Regions from separate parts of the Mus musculus genome. Here region 2 is linked to region 1. A link is a contact called in public promoter capture Hi-C data. All regions are on one chromosome and are shown on one strand. The core of a region is the stretch at or near the end of the contact, and the rest is flanking DNA. Distances in the headings are between cores, read along the strand shown.

The links. Promoter capture Hi-C pulls out the DNA fragments that hold promoters and counts their contacts.
Region 2: a promoter capture Hi-C map of embryonic stem cells shows a contact between it and region 1, with 5 times the contacts expected there. The contact joins two enhancer-like sites. A contact is called at or near these places in 2 of 39 promoter capture datasets (cranial neural crest and embryonic stem cells) and 1 of 115 datasets of contacts at active chromatin or transcription factors (embryonic stem cells).

What each region holds. Positions count from the first base shown.
Region 1 is chr16:11,452,658-11,460,233 of GRCm38.p6, forward strand. The region is part of intron 13 of Snx29 (sorting nexin 29); the gene reads left to right. Among named protein-coding and RNA genes, the nearest start is that of Gm32100, 130 kb to the right of the region's middle. Within about 2 kb of position 3,919, at least 253 of the 459 cell types and tissues checked have an H3K27ac peak or open chromatin away from gene starts, as enhancers often do. A contact at or near this core is called in embryonic stem cells, where this site is marked.
Region 2 is chr16:12,765,955-12,773,530 of GRCm38.p6, forward strand. 4930414F18Rik (a long non-coding RNA gene) reads right to left here. Exons shown (of 3, transcript XR_875912.3): 2 at 1,209-1,361; 3 at 1-72. Among named protein-coding and RNA genes, the nearest start is that of 1700003L19Rik, 42 kb to the right of the region's middle. Within about 2 kb of position 2,772, at least 5 of the 459 cell types and tissues checked have an H3K27ac peak or open chromatin away from gene starts, as enhancers often do. A contact at or near this core is called in embryonic stem cells, where this site is marked.

The DNA of each region.
Region 1 (7,576 bases), core at 2,669-5,168:
AGATTGTGTTGGCTTTCTCTCATTTTTACCATGTTCTAACGAAGGGTTCATGTTTGTATGTTAGGGGCAAACGGTGGACTGTGGTTTTTCTGGGCTTAAGTACATCTGTCATCCTCTTGACAGCCCAAGGGTGTGGACAAGCGTTCTGGTTGGTGCCTTGGCTGTTGATAGTTCTAGACTCTGGGTCTGACCTGGGTGTTGGAGTCCTTTCTTTGTCCAAAGCATCTTGAAGCCTTTGACACTGGCCTCCATTTGGAGGTCAGCTTCCTTGGGTGTGCCAGCCCTGCTTGGTCAGTATGTACCCTCTTGTTTATTGTTCCTGCTGGGCTGGTAGCCAGTGAGATCTTCACAATGATGTCTATGTGTGAGATTGAGGTCCTCATGGCACAACTTTTAGGGTGTGGGCCTATACAGGGAAGGCAAAACAGGGACCTCAGTGCCCTGCTCAGATCCTGTCTGGCATCTCTGTCTGTCGAGACTTTTGGCTTTCAATAAAAGCTCTAAATCTTATATTGTCTGTCAAGGCTCAAGCTCTGCCTTTTTCTGTTGGTTATCAGAGAACTATAGACTCTGCTTTCTGGGACAAGGTCATAGGGGATGTTCTGTCTTGACATGTATCTGCCAAGCACTTAGTCCAGTGGGCTGACCCTCTCTTTCTTTTGGCTCTGGCATATATCTATCAAAAGATACATATTTCTAAATCCAGGAGTAGTGGTGTATGCCTTTAATCCCAGCATTCAGGAGGCAGAGGCAGGTGGATCAGAGTTTGAGGCCAGCCTGGTCTACAGATCAAGTTCCAGGGCAGCCAGGTGAAGTGGAAACTTAAGGGTTCTTTGGAAAGTCACTTGTGTTGCTAAGGCAAACACATGAAGGAATGTTTCATTGAAGTGGACATAGGTGAAAGGCCAAGGCAGACTCATGAAGGAAAGTTATGCTGAAGCAGACACAGGAGAAAGGATGTTCTGCTAAAGTAATCCTGTTAAAGGACACATGATGAAAGATTCTTTGCTAACAACACGCATGTATTGGTCTGCCTTACATTGTATAGTTGAACTCCATTTGTCAGGACTCCATAGAGAGATATGCACCAAGCAACTTCTGGTGGTGTGCTGCGGCTTTTTGCCGCTTCTGCAGACTGATTGGCAGTGACTTTTGAGACAGATGCATGTGCTGAGGCAAGACCCGGGGAGGACACGGGATGTTTGGAGGGTATAAAAAGGACTCACTTGGTGGTCTCGCTTTGCTGATCTTCATTTCACTGAGATTGGCACAGCTGAGAACTTTTCCTGGCATTCCTGTTGGCCCTGGTGCCTCCTGCTGACTTGTGCAGAGGCTGAGGCCTGGCTGTCTCTGCTAGGTAGCGCCACTGCTGCTGATTTGTGTTTGTTATCTCGACGCTACCAACCTGGACTGCTGTATGTCTGTGAAGTGTTTGTGAGTAGAGCAAGCTGCTGCTGCTGACCTGTGAACTGAACTGCTATTTCTAGATAACACAGATGGGAGTTGCTCCAAAGAACCTTTCTAAACAGGTCCATAAGCCCGCCCCTCATATCCTTTCTTTCCCACTACCTCTGGTGAGTGGTGGGCTGTAAGAGAGGTTAAAGTGTTTAAGAACCATCATTAAAAAGGATTTGAAAGCATTAAAGTTACACAGGAGTGGCAGAAACTGACATTTTCCGGGTTCCAGCTCAGGTCTAACATATCTAATTTGGTCAAGGTAATTCCATCTCCTTCCAGCAAGATTGCTGCAGGGTTCCTAGACTGTTTCAGAAATGACATGTGGTCTAATTTTGCCATGGAGACAGGGGTGGGTCTTCAGAACTTTGGTGGGAGCTCATCTCTTGTCTGTTGGATGGCTCTCTCTTCTGGGTAACTTTCTGTTGGGGTATGAAGCCTAGAGCTGCCTTGGCCATTGTGTTCTCATGAGGGAAGACAGCATAGGGTGAGGGTATGCAGGCACTCAAATGAGGAGCGGTGGGCAAGAGAGCTGGGTTTCAGGATTCACTGGGATGCTGGGCCAACCTACTCTTTTTGTTTGTTTGTTTGTTTGTTTCAAGACAGGGTTTCTCTGTATAGCCCCAGCTGTCCTGGAACTCACTCTGTAGACCAGGCTGGCCTTGAACTCAGAAATCCACCTGCCTCTGCCTCCCAAGTGCTGGGATTAAAGGTGTGCGCCACCACCGCCCGGCTCCAACCTACTCTTGAAGGCCTCTCTGGACCTTCTCACAGTGTGGGCTGATGAATCCCCACTGCTCTTGAGATGAACTGGAGTTGGGTTTCTGTTTCTTGTCACTTTAAGAACATTCATCAGCAGAAGGTTGTGTCCAGCATCTCCTGACCTACCCAGGTAAGGGCTCTCCGTGGTGCTCATGCTCAGGCACCAGCATTGCACAACAGTTACTACTAGCAGTGACAATAGCGTACTGCCACCAAAGGCTCAAATTTAGGCCAGAGGCTTCCTCAGGAGGGGCATGCTCTTGTGCTCACCTGGTTTTTCTTACCGCTGACGTAATGCCTGGCTCAAATAGGTCTCAGTGAAGTTGGTCTGGTGAGGGAGGGAAGTGTTGTGGGGCTAGTGGTGGTGTGACCTGACCCAAGTTATCTCCAAGGAATGCCCACTGGGCTCTTCTTAGTTATAGCTCAGTTCTAGGGAGCTCTTGGACTTGCTTGTTACCTGTTCCAAGACTATTTTGCTCACCATTTGGGAAGTGAAGCTTTCTGGAAATCCCTTCTACTTTAGCTTTAGCTAGTGAGAGCATTCATGGATGACAGAAGCCCACTTAGAGGCCTCTGAAGAAGGGCAGTGGAGTGGCTAGGGAACTCCTGCTGTGAAGGAGACCTGTTTCTCCACATCTCTCTATCCTTTTTCTTGCAGTTGGCTTCATTATCAGGTTTGATCTTCTCTCATGGTGACTAGAGGATCTGTAACAGACCATGGCTGTGCTGTGCCCAGCCACTTCACCTCGTCTCCCCAGCAGCAGGCATCTCTTGCTCTCAGGCCCAGATCAACGCTCCCTGTATCCAGGAGGTGGCATCCTTTCCTTTCTGAACTGCAGGAGTGAGTGTGGGGCTGGAGAGGACTTCCCTAGATGGGCAGCAGTGACTGTAGACTTCCCATGGTGATTCCTCCCCATCCCATTTAGGTGCTTTAGATGTTCCAAATTAATGTATTAGTGGCGTTGGGCCGACAGCCCTCAGTGGAATCTGACAGGAGTGAGTACACTATGCTACCTCCTCTGGCTGCTTTCTGTGGTTTATGTCTCACAAACTGTGACCTCTAGTGACCTTGTTAGTCATCTATTTTGCCGTCTTTGGACTTCATGCTAGCAGATTTGCTGTTCCTTTTTTGTAAACATTCTTGGTGACACTCCTAATGTCCATAACTAATATAACATACATATAACACAAGTGATTTAGGAAGCTAGCTTATAGTTTATGTGAAAGAGAAATGAACAAGAAGCCATTCATAATAGAAGCAGACTCTGTTCTACATTGGTTAGGATAGTTCTGGGACAGAGTGAACCACAGATGCCAGCTCTCTGCTGGCAGGGCCAGCCTAGTCTCTCCAGGGCTGAGTGGGATGGTGACTGTTGCAGCCCAAAACAAACACACCCAGGCCGGGAGTCTGTCAGAGCAGGAACTTGTTTTATTGTAGCAGTCTTTCCTTTATATAGGGTTGAAGAAAGAGGTGGGGATTTTTGGTGAGGTGAGATGATGTAGAGGGCGGGGAAGGATGCCGTAGGGTATAGGGTGACTGACAGAGCCAATAAAGTTATTCTACATCAGTGGTAGCTAGGCAAAGGCAGGCTTAAGCAGAAAGTGCTGAGTCACTCCAGTACGGAAGTGAGCAAGACAGGTCTCTAAACTAGAGCAAAGACTCAGACTTCCTCACTAGGCCTCAGTATCTGGCGAATAAGGCCCAACCCACAGCTTATAAAGCACTTCCTGGTCCACAGCTTGCACATAGAGAGGGAGGACCAGAGTGGCTGTTTATAGCAAATACGGAATGAAAATGCAGAGTGCAGCAGACCCCAGAGGAGAAGGGCTGTCAGCATCTGTGAGAGGCGGCTCCAGGTTCAGATTCTACACCAGTCTCCTACAGATGGCCCTAGGAGGCCGAGCCAGCACTGTGTACTGCCCCAGCCTCTCAGAAGGAATGGTGTCTTCAGCCTACTCTACATTTTGGCCTGACTATGCCGCCAGGCATGCCTACTTATCCCACACCTGAAGGGGGCAGCATTGCCACCAAGAGAATCCCTGCCTCAGCCTTTTCCCTTGTCCTTTTTCTCAGGACCATTGGCAGAAACACTGCAGAATGTATGTTTAGTCATCCTCTTGACCTGATTCCCCACGTGATCTTCTGAGCACCTACTGTGTCCAGTCACCCTTCCCTCTGCCTCCCTCATTCAGGCTACTGGACGAGTCACTTGTCTGGTGTGATGAGCTGAGAGTCCCACCTTTGCTCCATGCTCAGCAGCAGCCCCAGGTCCCTAACTTGCAGCTGAGAGCAGGGGAATCCATGTATAAGTCGGGACTTGTGTGTTAGGCCCAAGCATCAGGATAGGCAAAGATCTGTCTCAGTGGAAACTGCTCACCTGTAGTCTGGTGCTGCCGGAGTTCTTCCAGGCTCTGTAGTTTACCTTGTTCATTTGTTAACTCTTCAAAGAGCAGCTGTTTTGTGGTAAGCTTTATCAGTTAGAAATGAACAGAGCATGGCTGCGTGAGCCTATGTGTTTAAATTGAAGAGGGGTGGGTGGGGTGGGATGGGGTGTATAGACACAGATGTTAAACATTTGGCTGAGTGATTCTGTGCGCCAGCCATGCTCAGGTGTAAGTGTGGCATGATGTGGGGCAGGGGTGGGATTAGTTTTGCGTCAGTTTACTTTAGTCTTTGGGTTTGTTTGGTTTTTGTTTTTGTTTTGGCAGAAGCTTGGTAGATAGCCCAGGTTGTTCTTGATGTTCTTGAACTTAGTGTATAACCTAGGCTGGCCTTGAACTCAGAGTCCCATTGCCTCAGCCTTGAAAATATTAGGATTACAAGAGTGTGCTACCATTGTCAGCTCTGTCTGAGGCTGGGGTAGAGGGAGGTGCCTCAGGCACCATTTAAGGAAATACTTATTTACATAGGAGCCTCTGTTCCCAGTGGATGTGGGATGGCAGATGGCCACTTAGTGCCTAATGCTTCTCCTTTGGAAAGCCAGGGTGAAACAGTCTTACTCTTATAGATTTTTTTGCAAGAGTTAATGCTGATAAGTGCCACCCAGAGGCCCCTGCAGGTATCCTTAGCCAGAGCTGGGACCATGGAAGTAATTTATTCCTACACCTCAAGGCTACAGTCACTTTTTGGAGTTCATCTGGCTTGGTGTTGCTCAGACATAACTAACGTTCTAATAAAGAATTCTCTGGGTTAAAGTGCTAACCATGCTGCTTAGCTCTGGCTGCACATTTCAGTCCCCAGGGGAAGCTTACAGAACTATTAGGCCCAGGCCACCTTCCAGACTAATTAAGTTAGGCTTTCTAGAGGCGAGACCCAGACTGCACAGGTCTGGTGCCCAGATGTTAATGTCCTGCCAGGTATTGGGTGATGGAAGTGCAGCAGGCTGAGCTGATGGTGGGCACTTCTGAGGTTCTGCAGGGGATGCAGAGGCTGCTGGTGACATCCAGGAAGGTGAAGGTGCTTGATATTTTTATTTCAGAACCAAATGGAGAGTCAATTTGTTACTGTTAGTTTCTTTTGGAAGTGTTGGCATTTTTCATTTTTGCTTAAGAGTTTATTTTCAAGTAAGCTGTAAACAACTTAAGGGATGACTTTGTTTACCGATCTGTATGTGAACTTAAGCCTAGGCCTGCTCATGCTTTGCCCGTCAACACGGATTGCGTGTTCACAGGTTAAAACTGCACATGTGTTTTCTGAGGTGGAATTCTTTTTAAGGCAGGTTCTTTCTTCCTATATGGTCTAGTCTGGTCTTTGATTGGGACCCCCCTGCCTTAGCTTCTCTAGTGCTAGCATGGCAGGGGTGTGCTGTCAGACTCAGCTAGAGCAGAATTCTGTCATCTCTGGCTAGTTGACACTTCTTAAGGAAGTTTTTATTTCTGTGTTTTCAAACATTACCCTGCAATTGTAAAAGCTGTGGACCAACCCCAAATGGGAGGAGGCCCAAATCCCATGGCCCAATGCAATCAATCACTGTCTTCATTGTTAGTCCATCAAGTCCATTTTCTAAGCTTAGTTTTTACACCTTTAGTTGTGTGTTGCAAGTTATGTGTCATGTGTTTTATATTTTCTTCTGTTTCTATGCAGATTTCAGATCATGTTTAAGTAGCCCTCGCCCCAGCAAATGAAGGCAAGTGTGACTGATAGTCTTTACGTGTGAGGACAGAAGAGTTCCTAAAGACACCCACTTGGGTACAGTCTCTGCTAGTGCTTTAGTTTTTATTTGGAGGGGACTGGCAAGATGGCTCAGGTGAAGGAGCTCCTTGTTGAGCCTGGAGACCTGAGTGTAATCCCTGGATCTCATGTGGTGGGGGAGAGTGAACGCCCACATGGTGTCCTCTGACCTCTACACATGCACTGTGGCACACGAGTCTTCACACACATGCACACAGATTATTGTTGATGAGGCATTTATGCCTTTAGGTTCAAACTCACTTTACAAAATCTGATCCAGTAGTGCACAGCAGCTTTGAAGGAAGTCAACCTTGTTTCTCTGAGTCTGTGCACAGGGGGTACTATGTCTGGACACACCTTTATTTATCACGATGTCACTTTCCTTCTTCCTGAGTTCTTACAGTGTATCACAAGCATACAGGCTTTTCTAAAGCCACTCCTTTATTAACTGCAGCTTGATTCCTAGAGTACAACTGCCATGGTAGAAGGTCTGAGCATTTCTGAAGACTCATGATTTGTGCTACAGTTTGGATGGAGTTTTCCCTGGAGGGGGATTTGGGATCCTCAGTATGGTGGTGTTGGGAGAGGATGTGGAGCCTCAGCGGGGCCTGCTGGGAGGTCCCTGCCTCACAGAGCTGCCCCTGAAGAGGTTAAGGGGGCTTTGGAGAGACTCCCTTCCAGCTCCATCTCTCCTGACACTTGTAGCAGGAAGCTACCCCAGAACTGTTGACTTGCTTTCAGATATGATCCCCCCTTTTTTATTTTTAGATTTATTTATTTTATGCATGTGAGTATACTGTAGCTGTATAGTGGTTGTCGGGAATTGAATTTTTTAGAACCTTTGCTCGATCTTGTTGGGCCGCTCCCTTAGACCCTGCTCTCTCCCGCCCAAAGATTTATTTATTATTATACATAAGTACACTGTAGCTGTCTTCAGATCACCAGAAGAGAGCATCAGATCTCATTACTGGTGGTTGTGAGCCACCATGTGGTTGCTGGGATTTGAACTCAGGACCTCAGTGCTCTTACCCACTAAGCCATCTCACCAGCCCCTAAGATATGATTTCTTAACCAGGCAATGCACATCTGTAATCCTAGCACCAGGAGGCTCAGGCAGGAAGATTTTAAATTCTAGGCTAGCCTGGGCTATATAGTAAGTTTGATCAAACCCGAGCTATGTGGCAAGAT
Region 2 (7,576 bases), core at 1,522-4,021, 1.3 Mb after region 1:
TCCTCTCCCCTTTCTCCATGTTTCCTATCACATTATAAGTCCAAATTCAATCTGTGACAGGGACACAAGTCTCTAGACAGAGGAAGAAGTTGTTTTACAATACATTGGTGAAAATTATATACTTGCAGTGTTTTGAAACTCAAAAATAAGTCTATTCAGAAAGGAAAAAAAAATCACAGTTGTAACGGGAAAAAACTACCAAATGTATACAGTATAGGAATCCATTGCTCTATTACAATATAGATCTAAAAGTGCCCCCCTTCAAACCCAGATGCGTGAAGGTTCCCCACTGCAACATTAATAAGAGGTAGGGCTTCCAGAGTGTGATTATATCTTGATGACTCTGACCTCATCAATGGAATAATAAATTAATAGATTCATAATTTGGTAGAATTACTGGGAGGTGGCAGAAACTTTAGAATGTGGGGCCTACTTGAAGGAAGTAGGTCACTGAGTAAACGCCATCCCTCCTCTAGCTGAGAGCCTCCTATCTCCTATGGTGTGACCAATCTATGTTACCACACATGCTCCTAACTGTGGTGCTTCCCCTCACCATGGACTCAGAATTAATGGAGCCAAGTGAGTATAAACTGTCTTCTCTGAGACTGTGAGCCAAAAAAGCCTTTAATCTTCTGAATTGTTTTTCTCAGGTTCTTTCTTACACTGGTGGGATGGTGACTCAACCACCTGCACTGAAATAAGAACAGAAATAATAAATGTCTAGAATATCATATGTATCAATAGCAGAGATGTCTAGGCCAGTGGGTCTCTATTTAGGATGGTGGCCTGCACAGTGATGAAAGGACTGTCACAAGTTGCCCAGGGACAGAGGCATGTAGCCAAATATACATGACTAACACAAAGCTGCTGCTTAATGCCTAGTAAATAATAGTATTCAATAGATTAACGTGGTCACTCCAAGAATATTGTGTTTATACTGGCCATTGTATCTCTACAAATGTAGAAATAAACCAAACCAAACTCAGCAAGTTTCCGGGTCTGACAGTGAGAAGTGGCTGTCTGGTAGATGGGGAACTGTAAGGAACAAGATATAAATGACATAAGGAAATGATACCATGGCGGAACGTAACCATGGAAACAAAGCCTATAGTGTGTGCATGAGTATGATAATATTGAAGTAAGGCAAATGCCCAGTGAAGTAATGTGTGAATGCCTTAATTAAGATTGGCTAAGAGTAGCTTAAATACCTTGTCTAGCCATGGCAAATCACTCGCTCCCAGAGTCCCGAGTCCCACAAAGATGCCAACATGCTGAGAGATCGAGTCCACCAGAATCCACCAACCCGGATGCCTGCCACCGAACAAGATGAGCCCGCACCGAGGACCGAGCTCCAGCTGGGCCTGAAAGCAGAAGGACACAGCTCGAACCTTACTCAACGTGCCACCATTGAACCAGGCAAGACATGGGCCTGACCAGAGGTTAGTGAAGTGTGTGTGTGTGTGTGTGTGTGTGTGTGTGTGTGTGTGTGTGTGTGTGAATGAATGTGATCCCATTTTGCTACTTATTTGTTTCTTGCTACTTATGAATAAATAAACTATTATGATCTGACCTCTGAGTCTGAGGCTTCCTTCTTGCTTCTGTCCTCAATCCTAATTCGTGACAAGAACAAGGCCCCAAGGGAGTCCTCGGCTGGCTTTTTATTCTGTGAAATGTTGGTGTTATATTATATAAGCATCAGTCATGGGATAATGTCCAATCAGGTCCTTTTCCAAAGCTTCTTGGACCCTAAAGGAATAAGATCACTGGCAAGCTTACAAATTACAATCTTGGATATAAAAATTGTCCTGTCCCTCATGGAAATCATAAGAGATCCAAAGAAATATCGAGATGACTGAAGCCCCTTGGTCATTTTATAGTTGGATGTTTTATATTCTGGAAATGAGAGGGGAGAAAAGATTGTGGTAGATGGCACTATTTGCTTCCCCAGCAGCTGTAACCATCGCTTTTCTCTCCTCTTAAGGAAGTATCTCTAATGATGACCTTTGTGCTCCCTAGTGAGAAGTTAAACTTAACTTTAAGACAGTCTGGCACCTCCCTTGTCTCTAAGGAGTGCAAAGTGGATACATTTGGAGGACACATTTGGAGTTCCAGAGTCCAAAAAAGCATCCTCACTCCTGACACCGACTGCAAGTCCAGGGGTCTTCTAACACCCTGGGCTGGCCTTGGTGACACACAGTACCCCATGAACAGGTAGCTATGAACCTGAGTCAAAGCAAACCTCTTCTTCCTCAAGTGGGGTTCTTCAGGTTTCTTGTTACCACAGTGCACAGCGAATAACATGGTGTGGAGAGCCTTTGGGGGCCGCTTGCTTCTAGATACTTGTGAGGAATTTTATATGGAGCCAGGACAGAAGGGAGGTCAAGGCAGGGATCTGGCTTGTGGGCCTGGTCTCAGGAAATAGGCCCAGATTAAGAACATTTACATTTGAGTTAATGCAAAACATCCCTTTTGTCTTGATAATCTCTCCAGCACCTTAGAACCCAGGTTTATAGAATTTTGTTTATTGCCTTGCTTATTCCTTGACCCAGAACTGATCTTATCATTTTGCATCACTTAAAAGAAGACTAGAAAAAACAAAAACAAAAACAAAAACAAAAACAAAAACAACTTTCAGCCTCAGAACTGGCTGGGATCTTGCTACAATGTTGTCTAATTATCTTTTTTCTTTTCAATTCTCATTCCTGCCCTGTAGAACCTGTTGACTGACTGAGCTGTCTCAGTCACCACAGCAGGATCCTGGGAAGCCTGTCTGAAGTTCAGTGTTCTTCCCTCCCTGTGTGACTATGAGCAGCTCTCTCAATGGTTCTGAACCCACATTTCCTAATCTGAGAGAGACTGAAAAAATGACTTGCTTAATTAACAGTATTTGGGGAAAAATCATGTGATAACTTTTGCCTTTGAGGAAAAGAACCCCCATTAAAACAACCTTAGCAAGAAACAGAAGCTCATTTGGTGGCAGATGATGCATGTGCACATTATCTCAAGGCCACATGGCAGTGCTGAGGTAAACAGCTTACCTGGGGTATTACAGGGGCCCTTTGGGAGGAGCTACCCCAGACTGAGTGCAGGTCTATTTCCCTAGTTACATCTTAAAGAGTGGATTGTTCACATGGTGTGAACTGAGGAGGGCTCTAGAATGAAGAGGTAAAGAGCAACATGAAACATACATAAGAATATTTTCTTCATATAGGCAAAGTACATTTCCTGAAGTGGCTTTGAATTCATTCTGTAGCTAAAGCAGATCTTCACCATACAATGCCCCCTGCCTTAGCCTAGCAAGTAACTGGAATTACAGGTCTATAAAAAAACAAGTAAACAACAACCTGGAGCACTATATCTTAATTTCTGTACAGTTCCCACCAGATGAGTAACTGAGAAATGGACAGATGCATGTTATTGAATATACACATGCATAAAAATATTACACAAACTGAAGGAAAAACAATGGATGAGTTTAGGAATCTTCAGAGATATGCTGAACACCTGTGTTCCCAGGATTTCTTGATTTTTCCCTGTGGTTTTAATACCTGAACTAGAGAGGCACATTTGGAGAAACTTGCTTTGAGTAGGTCATCTTAGAGCTAGAACACAGCTCAACACTACATTGTTTGCCTAAGCAACACACACACACACACACACACACACACACACACACACTCATATTATTATCCACATTTTACAGGTGATGGAACTAAGACTCTGGAAGGTTATCACTTTCCAAGGGATGCACAGTCTCTAATGATGGAGAGGAGTTTATAGTCTAATCTGACTTCAAATCTCAGATTCCAATCATTTTTTAAAATAATATTACATTTTGAAAAAAAGCATCATCTGGTTTTGAAAGAAAATGAAATTTAAGACTTGTGATCCATGTAACTCATGTCAATTAGTCCAAAGAGTTGTTTGCAAGCTTAGAAGCCTGGGGCTGAGAACATTGTGGAGCAGGCCAAGACATGCCAGTGCAGGCCTGTCGTTAAGACATTCCTGAGGCTGCTTGGCCATAAAGATAAAGAGAATGACATGTCTGGACTGGCCCGGTGCCTCCCTATCTCCCGCCCTTCTGACATGGGTTAAATGTTAACCAATGCTCTGCTGTTACCTCGATCTGCACGTACAGTCTGCTGATGTTTAAATGAACCAATCATGTGAAACCGCACCAATTCCTCCCCCAGCCCCAGACCCTTTTCTATAAAAACCCCTAGCTTTCAAGCCACGTGGCTGACAACCGTTGTCTCCTGTGTGAGATACGTGTCAGTCCGAGCTCTGTCATTAAACTACCTCATGTGTTTGCATCAAGACGGTCTCTCATGATTCTGTGGTTGCATGCCGACTCGGGATACGAGTGATGGTTTCCCCACTAGGTTCTTTCAATTTCACTGATGGTTTCTAGATGTTATTGAGACACATAAAATCATGCATGACCTTGAAGTCATGCTTGAAGCGATAGTATGGACAAAACACAGAGACAGGAGGGAAGAGGAAATTTGTCAGCACACAACCTAGAGTTGTATAAAAGCTTACAGAAACCAATACATGTGCTAATGATGAATTCTGTTGAGCGTGTTCCTCCTTCAGTGGGTCCATTGCTTTGTAAACAGTGCCTGCTGTAGGTGAATCACAGCACATTTTCACAGCAGCCTAACCCTTCCATGAATCTTATGAATGGAACCAAGCTGCCAAGCTCTACAGTAAGTGGCACGCGACGTAGTGTTACCCTAAATCAAGCTTTCTGTGGCTAATTTTTCACTGCATAGCAGGCTCTAATTTAGCTGTCAGACCCTAGGTCTTTTGCCAACGCTAATGCAGAATTGTGGCAGGGGTGATAATTATCTCCAGACTCTAGTACCTCCTTCCTTTACCTTCTGGCCACAAATACTCAGCAGCTTCAAGATAATTTCCTCTCTTATTTTCTTCATTAGTTTGCAAACTACTACTGCCAACAAAACAACCCATCTGATCAAAAATGTCAACATAGAGTGCTTAAAATATTAAAACTGTCAAATAAAGACTCCATTTTTACATACCAGTTCAGTGAGGTCACATACATGGAAAATGATTTCTAAAATTAGATTGTGTAGATTACAAGGTTGCTGGGATTTTCTTTTAGGCCTATAAAATCAAGCCCCACAATGATGGCTCTAGTTCTTGTTGGTTCAATGTCTTTGAAATCGGCTTCCTATTGTTCCTTGGACAAGATTGATTTTTGTCTTAATGGTAATGTCAAATGTTCTACACTCAAATGAAGGCTCCATGGCTTTTGCACTCAGTGAAACTAACAAGAAAATTACCTGAAAGAAAAGACTAGAATTTAGCTTGCTGTTCGTATTTTTTTCTCCCCACCATTAAACAATGCAGACAGACGGTGCAGCCTGTCCACCAACGCTTATTATCTGGGGTGCTGTTCTCTAGGAACCCTCATAGGCTGAGCACCTTGATTCAACTATAGTAACGAAATTTGTAGATTGGAATGACAGTGACAGAGATAATTGGAAATCTGAGAGGAAAGGGAGTTTGCCTGTGGTAGGACTGAGCTCCAGGAAGAGACAGAATTAAATGAGATGTCACATCCACAGGCAGAACTCCCAAACAGAATATTTGTCCAAATGAACACTATTATATCTGTAACTTGGATCTATAGAAAAGGAACACTTTCCTAAGTCCCTCCACTTGGACTAGTTAAAGGAGGTTCTTGCAAGAGGGCCAGTAGATGGGTGTGGATTGTTGAAGCTCACCTCCTCATGGTAAGAGAAGTTAGAATAAGGTGAAAGAAACAGCTACACATGTCATGAGCATGTGTGTGCATGCATGCATGCATAAATACATACATGCACAGACAGACAGGCTTACATGCGTGTATGCAGCATATGCATAAATATATATGTATATACATATATATATATATACATATATATATAGAGAGAGAGAGAGAGAAAGGGAGAGAGAGAGAGAGACAGTCAGACATATGATACTGCATGTGTTGTTCTGGGATATGCTAGAGAGCCAGAAATATGGAAAAGTAGACAAAGGCAGAAAACAAGACAAAGCTGCGGAGATGAACGTACAGAAGATTAATTCATTGGGAGGCAGAAAAGAAGGCAAGCAGCATTTATTTATGAATGAACAACGATTGTACATTCAAACAACGAGGACTTGGTTAGTGTCTTTGCATGCATTTTTAAAGCTTAAGTACATGTCAGGGAGAAGCAAAGGAACCAAGGATTTGCACATTCATTCAAGTGAGCAAGAGAGATTTTCAAACTACCCAGGAACATATTTGGGGGTGGGGATTAGAATTTCTTGTTCAATACAATGAGTTTTCAATAGCATTGTTTTTACTTAATATTTTAAGATTTTCTTTTTATTTTGATTTATTTTTATGTATCTGTCTGTGATTATTCATGCAGTTGCCTAAAGAGGCCTAAAGAGGGAATAGAATAGTCTGGAATTGGACTCCCAGACCAAGTAAGCCACCCAACATAGTTGCTAGGAATCAAACTTGGTTTCTCTCTGCAAGAGCAGCAAGTGGTGGTGCACGCCTTTAATCCCAGCACTTGGGAGGCAGAGGCAGGTGGATCTCTGAGTTCAAGGCCAGCCTGGTCTACAGAGTGAGTTCCAGGACAGCCAGGGTTACAGAGAAACCCCGTCTCGAAACAAAACAAAACAAAAAGTGCAGCAAGTGTTCTTAACTATTGCTGAGTCAGCTTTAACCGCTGAGTCAGCTCTCCAGCTCCTTTGTTAACTGCTGAGTCAGCTCTCCAGCCCCTTTGTTAACTGCTGAGTCAGCTCTCCAGCCCCTTTGTTAACTGCCGAGTCAGCTCTTCAGCTCTGTTATTGCATTCTCAACATTCTAGAGTTTACAGAGTTTGAGCATCCAAACCCTCTCCTGTCGTTTATTCTTCATGAAAAGCATACATGTAATAACAGCTAACAGTGAGCAGCTTCTAGGTATTAGGCATTTCACCCTGTACTTACATACATATTAATCCATTTCCTCTCTTTATACGGCTATACTAAGTGAAAACTATGAGCACCATTGTCTTAGTCAGTGTCCTCATGTGAACAGACACAATGACCACAGGAACTCTTATAAAGGACAACATTTAGTTGAGGGTGGCTTATAGTTTCAGAGGATTTGTCTGCGATTGTCATAGCAAGAAATGTGGTGGCATGTAGGCAGGCATGGTGCTGGAGAAGGAGCTGAGAGTTCTACATCTTGATCCACAGGCAGCAAAAGTGACTGCCACACTGGGCATGGCTTGATTATATATGACATACTTCCTCTAACAAGGGCATACCTTCTAAGAGTGCACTCCTCGTGGCCAAGCATTCAAACACATGAGCCTATGGCATGAACCTATGGGGCCATTCCAATTCAAACCAGCAGAGTCACCTTCATTTTGTACATGAGGAGTCTGAGTCAATAAGATCAAATAATTAATCAAAGTTTTAATAACTGGAAGACATGGAGTTGGGATGTAATATAGGCAAACCTGACAGCCCTGTTAAATATTCTTAAGACTATGGTGTCTTCAGCCCCTGCTATGCTGCCATGTAC